2 separate regions of the Muntiacus reevesi genome follow, and region 1 is linked to region 2. The links are chromatin contacts, called in public Hi-C maps. All regions are on one chromosome and are shown on one strand. The core of a region is the stretch at or near the end of the contact, and the rest is flanking DNA. Distances in the headings are between cores, read along the strand shown. Region 1 holds the start of DNAJB11 (DnaJ heat shock protein family (Hsp40) member B11). Region 2 holds the start of RFC4 (replication factor C subunit 4).

Region 1 (2,700 bases), core at 54-2,553, 190 kb before region 2:
CATGGACAGAGGAGCCTGGCAGGCTACAGTCCATGGGGTGACAAAGAGTTGGACACGACTTAGTGGCTAAACAAGGAAACATTATGCTATCTTATAGCTAGTATAAAGGCTGGGGATCTTATTGTAAGTGCAATGGAAAGTCATTCAAGGCTTTTAAGCAGAGAAATTATATGATCTGACATGTGTGTAAAAAATCATGGCAGGGAAAAGTGTCGGGGTGAGAAAGAGATCCTAAGATATTAGGAGTGGAGGCAGGGAAACCAGTTAGGAAGCCCTTGCCTGGTGGGAGATGATGTGACTTGGCCGAGAGGTGGTGGAGATAATATAATAGTGGACAGATTCAAGAAATGGTTTAAAGGTAAAGATTCGTACAGGGGACACAGGAGAGAAATCCAGGAAGATACCTGAAGCTTTGCAGTCAACAACTAGGTGGTGATGTACTGAAATGAGCAAAGGGGCGGGTGGAAGGGGTCAGAGGGTCGGTTCTGTTATTATTATTTGGTTCTCTTAAGTGTAATAATATTTATTATTCTTTGCGTGCTTACTATGTGCCAGACCCTGCGCTAGACGGCTTACAGATTAAAATTTCACAATACTGTCAGTAAATGCTTTGCCTCAGTTTTGTGGAAAAGAAGCTTAAGCTCAAGCTGGGGACAAGGCGCATGTTCTCCCCGCTAGAAGTGGTGGAGGCTGAATTCGAAACTAAGTCAGTCTGCTTCCACGGACATCAGGCCTCTTCTTTGCGAAACCAAGACAGTTTTCTCGTGAGTTTTGTTAGAAGGCAAAACTTGACCAAAGCGTCGCGTCCGTTGTACCATTGACTTGCAGTCATTGTCCCCGCCCATCTCGTTCGCGTACCTCCTCCCGGGCGTCCAGCGCCTAGCTCTATATGAATGAAATTCCTAGACTCGTAACCAAGATAAAATCTCCTTCCCGCAATTGGCCAGTGCTGGAGGGAGAGCCTTGTGATTGGTAGAGAGTCCAAGGAGGCGGGCGGAGGGAAACTTCTCGTACCGTGGACGCCGGCTCTAGGAACGCATCCTACATCACTAATCTTTACGTAATTTTCTCCGACTGGCAGGTGCTTGGGCCGGACGGATTCCTGCGGCGGCGCGATTCTCTGACGTTTCCCCTTCTAATTGGCCAGGAGCTGCGGCTGCAGTTCAGAAGCCTAACTGGCCGCCCGCGCCGCCTCGGAGGTGAAGTGTACTGCACTGATTGGCTATGAGGCGCCGGCCGCGTGTGATGTCCCGAGCAGCGATTGGCTCTGGCTCGCTAGGGGCTTCTCTCGCCGGGACTCGGGACTCCCGGGAAGTGGACTGGCAGAGGAGGGGGCAAGCTAGCTGTCGCTCCTAACTAAGTCTGAGACCCGAGCTTAAGGCGGCCTCTCAGGGCCGGGTGGGCTGGCGAGCCGACGCGGCGGCGGCGGGGGCTGTGAGGAGTGCGGGGGTCCGGGGCCGGCACAGAGGGACTATGGCCCCGCAGAACCTGGGCACCTTCTGCCTGTTGCTGCTGTACCTCATCGGGACCGTGATCGCCGGGTGAGGAATTGGAATCTGCGGGCACGGGGCCATTAAGTCAGTCTTGGCTGGGAAGGAGGCTGGGGAGAGAAGGGGACATTGTCCGACGTGGGGAGTGGAAGGGGGCGTTGCTGTGGTGAGGCGGTGGAGAGGAGGAGTGGGTAGTGTGGGCCAGGCTAGTGGGATGGAGAGGAAGACAGTGGGTGACCGGGGTGATAGGGGCTTAGACCCAGAAGCCCTAGAGCTAGATTTGTCCAGAGAAGCGAGGGGTGGATGCAGTGCCAAACGCAACGTGGGATGGGGGGCTGCTGAGTTGGAGAAGGGGATGATACAGTGTTAAGTCTACAACGAGCCGTTGGGCTGGCATTAAAGTGGGTGGGTTGTGATGCCAGGTAAAGTGAGGAAGTGGGGAGAATAGGTAGGGTAGCCATGCCGGCACTGAAAAGAAATTGGATTGAGGGAGCAAGGCAGACCCTTTGAAGAGCCCGTATACCTTTCAGCTTCGTGAGATACTGAGCCTAAGCTGTCATCATGCCTCACTGTCTCTCCAGGGGGCATTCTTAGGGAGCTGAGTAGCATTACAAGCAAAGGGGAGAAACATTTTACCAATAGATCGTAGACTGGAATTCTAGCCCCACACAACTTATGAATTATGTGACTTTGAAAGAAAACCTAAATTCCCATCTTTGACATGAGGATGATAATGTGCCACCTGTTTGAAGGAAGCAGGACCTCCTGGACTCTAGAGATTCTCCAGCCTTTAAGATTCACTACCCTGTAGGCCCGGTGCCCACTGAATTTGATATGTCAGACTCATATTTTAGAATGCGGAAAATAGTAAATTCTTAGCTTCTGACAAATTTGTAGGTTACTTTGAAAGGAGACAGCACTACCTAGCAGAACTTGACAGCTTTAAGTGCTTGTTATTCTCTTAAAAGTTTTTTTACCCCCCCGTGTGCATATATGCTTAAACTTTGTTGGGTTTTTTTTTTCCTTGTGAAACATCTTATACTTCTAAAATAAAAATCTTCTTCTCCTAGGTAACACTTTATTGTATTTTTAACATGTTTTTGTTAGCACTTTTTGCACTTAACACAATGTGTACCTTAAGTTGTTTGAACAAGATGTCAGTATAAATACTGTTAATACTCTTAACTACGAAGTTAGTGAAAAAGTGAAA
Region 2 (2,700 bases), core at 117-2,616:
TAAGACAGAAAAGGAAAAGCTCTTTTGACACCATTATAAGGAAGTATAGCCTGAAAGCACACTTAACCCCATATAGACATTCAATAAATACTACATGAAGGACATCACCCCGTGACCCAGCATCCCCTAAATGCATTCTACTGAGGACTAGTGGGACATAAACTAGTGGGCCAAAGTGCTAAAGGAACTTAAAAATCTACTTATAGTGAGGGAGTTATAGAAAAAAGGACTTCTAACTTTTTGATAAGTACGATGGCATTAAAGGCCAAACTGTACAGGGGTCTCAAAAGTCATCAGCCTAGCTCTAGCTGAGACCCTAGAATGGACTCAAAAATTAGGAGGAGTACCAGGACCAAAAATGAAAACCCTCTGCTTCTCATGGGCCTAGAGCTCCACTCAAGAGCCTATTTTACTGGCAGAGCCTGAGCTTGCCTTCAGAAGCTTTTGTGGGGAGGGAACTGGGGGAGAGGAGACACTGATGTTAAAATGTAAATAGCTGTTTTTCTGATTGCATGCTTATTTGAAAAAAATCAAAACAAAGCAGAAAAGCATGAGGAGTTTAAAAAATTCAAAATCTCACCCATAAGATAAGTATTAACATTCATGTAAACATTCACCCAAGCAGCACAAGGCTGTTTTTAGGGATAGTTTGCCTGAAAATCCCCAGCATTAGTAGCAATTTTACTTATTTTTTTGGAAGTGCAATTTTTTTTTCACTGTTGTGTTTCCAGGGCGTGGCAGAGGATAGATGCTTTATAAGATTCGGTGACTGAATTACCATTTATCAGACCCAGTTTCCCCTTCTGTAAAAGAATCTAAAAGCCCATTTCTTAAGGTAACTAAGTCAAAAGAACTGTTTAAACACATAGCTCTGTGCTTAGCATAGGGGTATATAATCAATGAATAAAATAAACTGCCAATATCTGTAAACTAAGGTTTTTAACGTTGTTGGATTAGTCCATCCCTGCAACAGGCTGTAATATCGCCCAAAGCAGGGCTCTGAAGGATGATAAGGCTGAGCTACCCGTACACCACGAGGTGCAAGACATCACAGAGGCATCGAGGGCGCAAAAGTGGAGAAAGGCGAAGGTAATCCTCGCAATTTCTCCCGCTGGTCACCTGTTCTCCCCGGTTCCCTGCGCGTGTTCGCCGGCAGTGCCTGGGCCTTTCAGTAGCTCGTATCGAGAGCGAGGACGCCGCCAGCTCGTTCCTGAGATTTCCGGGACAGGGAAAGGGCGAGGTGGTCACGAAGTCTTAGCTCCGTCCCCCAAGCTGAGACTCTCAGGCCCGGGAAGCCCCGAGCGGTAGAGCGGGGACACTTAACAGCTTCCGCCTTCAGCAAGCATCCCGAGTTCCCGCCACCGAAAGGCGGCGAAGGGCAGGGCGGGAATACGCCGCACGCACGTCACTTCCGGTCCGCCGCGCGCGCCCAGCCTTAAAGGAGCTGTGTCCTCCTAGTCCGTAGTGTTCAAACTGATGAGACGCGCGGGTTTTCGGGTACGCTGTGGGTGGGATGGGAATGAATGCGGTGGTGTAAGTAAAGCTCTACTCTGCTCTCGCGCAGCCCTCCGACTCGAGGCTGCAGGCAAGGGAACTTGAGCACGGCCTTCTGGAGGAGACGCTGGGGCCGCGAACCCGCGTGCTCAGCGGCTGGGGACAGGGAGGGCTCCGAGAGCCGACCCGCCAGGGTGGTTGGGGAGGTGAGTACGGGGCCTTGAATCCCGCAGGTCCACTCTCTTTGTGGAGACGAGCCTGCGGAACCTGTACCGCACTGTTAATTCTTTGGCAGTCATGGGGCGTGTCACTGACATTTCTGCGGCGACACAATTCGGCCTGCAACCTGTTTTACCCTAAAGAAGGACGAGAATAGGGGAGGCTAAAGTCTCTCCTTCGCCAGAAGAGGGCGCCCTGGAGATCTCTGTCCTCTCCCTTCGGCTTGGTAGTCGCGAGGCTCACCGTGGGCAGAGACGGAAGAAGATGCTTTTCCTTGCCATTTTGGGTGCATGTGGCTTATTATCTCTATTACTGCCTGCCCGTTGGCGAGAGGGAGGACATTGCCGTGCAGCTATGGTCAGCTAACCCTGGAGCCCTGCCTAGAAATCAGGTGGTGCGCCACCAGGGTGCAGGCAATGTGTCCTTGAGGCAAGTGTTTTAGGCCACCCTTTTTATCTTTGCCCATTTGCTTGTCTTAGCTTTGAATTTTTTCTTAATGTTACTGAAATTTGACCCGTTTGAAATACTACTTTAGTTTCAGAAGTTTTTCTAATTACTGTAACCCGCAGGATTGATCTGGGTCTTCTCCAGATGGATATTTTCTTTGGCGTGAACTCATCACGTGTTTTAAACTTTACGTGTGTATTCATTTGTCTTTCAACAATTGCTTATGGAGTGTCCATAGGCTGCGAGGTCAACAAATGCTTATGGAGTGTCCTTAGGCCGCAAGGTGCTGGGGATGCGGCAGAGGACAAGCTGGGTCCTGCCCTCAGGTAGCCTTACAGGTAGCCTAGGAGGAAGTTGGGGCCTCTGAGTACATACATCCCGGGCCTAACCTAATTAAGGGGTTAACCATACTAAGGCTGCTTTGTGCTACTTTGTAACTCTCATAGGCAGGGCCTGATATAGTCTCTGGACAGTATAAAAAGCACACAGGTTACCTATCTGGTCACTGGTTTACGTTGTCGAAACCATCAAAATGTACAC

The links. Hi-C and Micro-C count contacts between places; a contact is called where the count stands out from the background.
Region 1: a contact with region 2 is called in a Hi-C map of blood, with 4 times the contacts expected there. The contact joins the promoter of DNAJB11 here to the promoter of RFC4 in region 2. A contact is called at or near these places in 2 of 3 Hi-C or Micro-C datasets (blood and muscle).

Annotation. Positions count from the first base shown.
Region 1 is chr8:58,689,468-58,692,167 of mMunRee1.1, reverse strand. DNAJB11 (DnaJ heat shock protein family (Hsp40) member B11) reads left to right here and starts at 1,303. Exons shown (of 10, transcript XM_065942953.1): 1 at 1,303-1,541. The coding sequence starts at 1,474.
Region 2 is chr8:58,495,881-58,498,580 of mMunRee1.1, reverse strand. RFC4 (replication factor C subunit 4) reads right to left here and starts at 1,366. Exons shown (of 11, transcript XM_065943608.1): 1 at 1,120-1,366.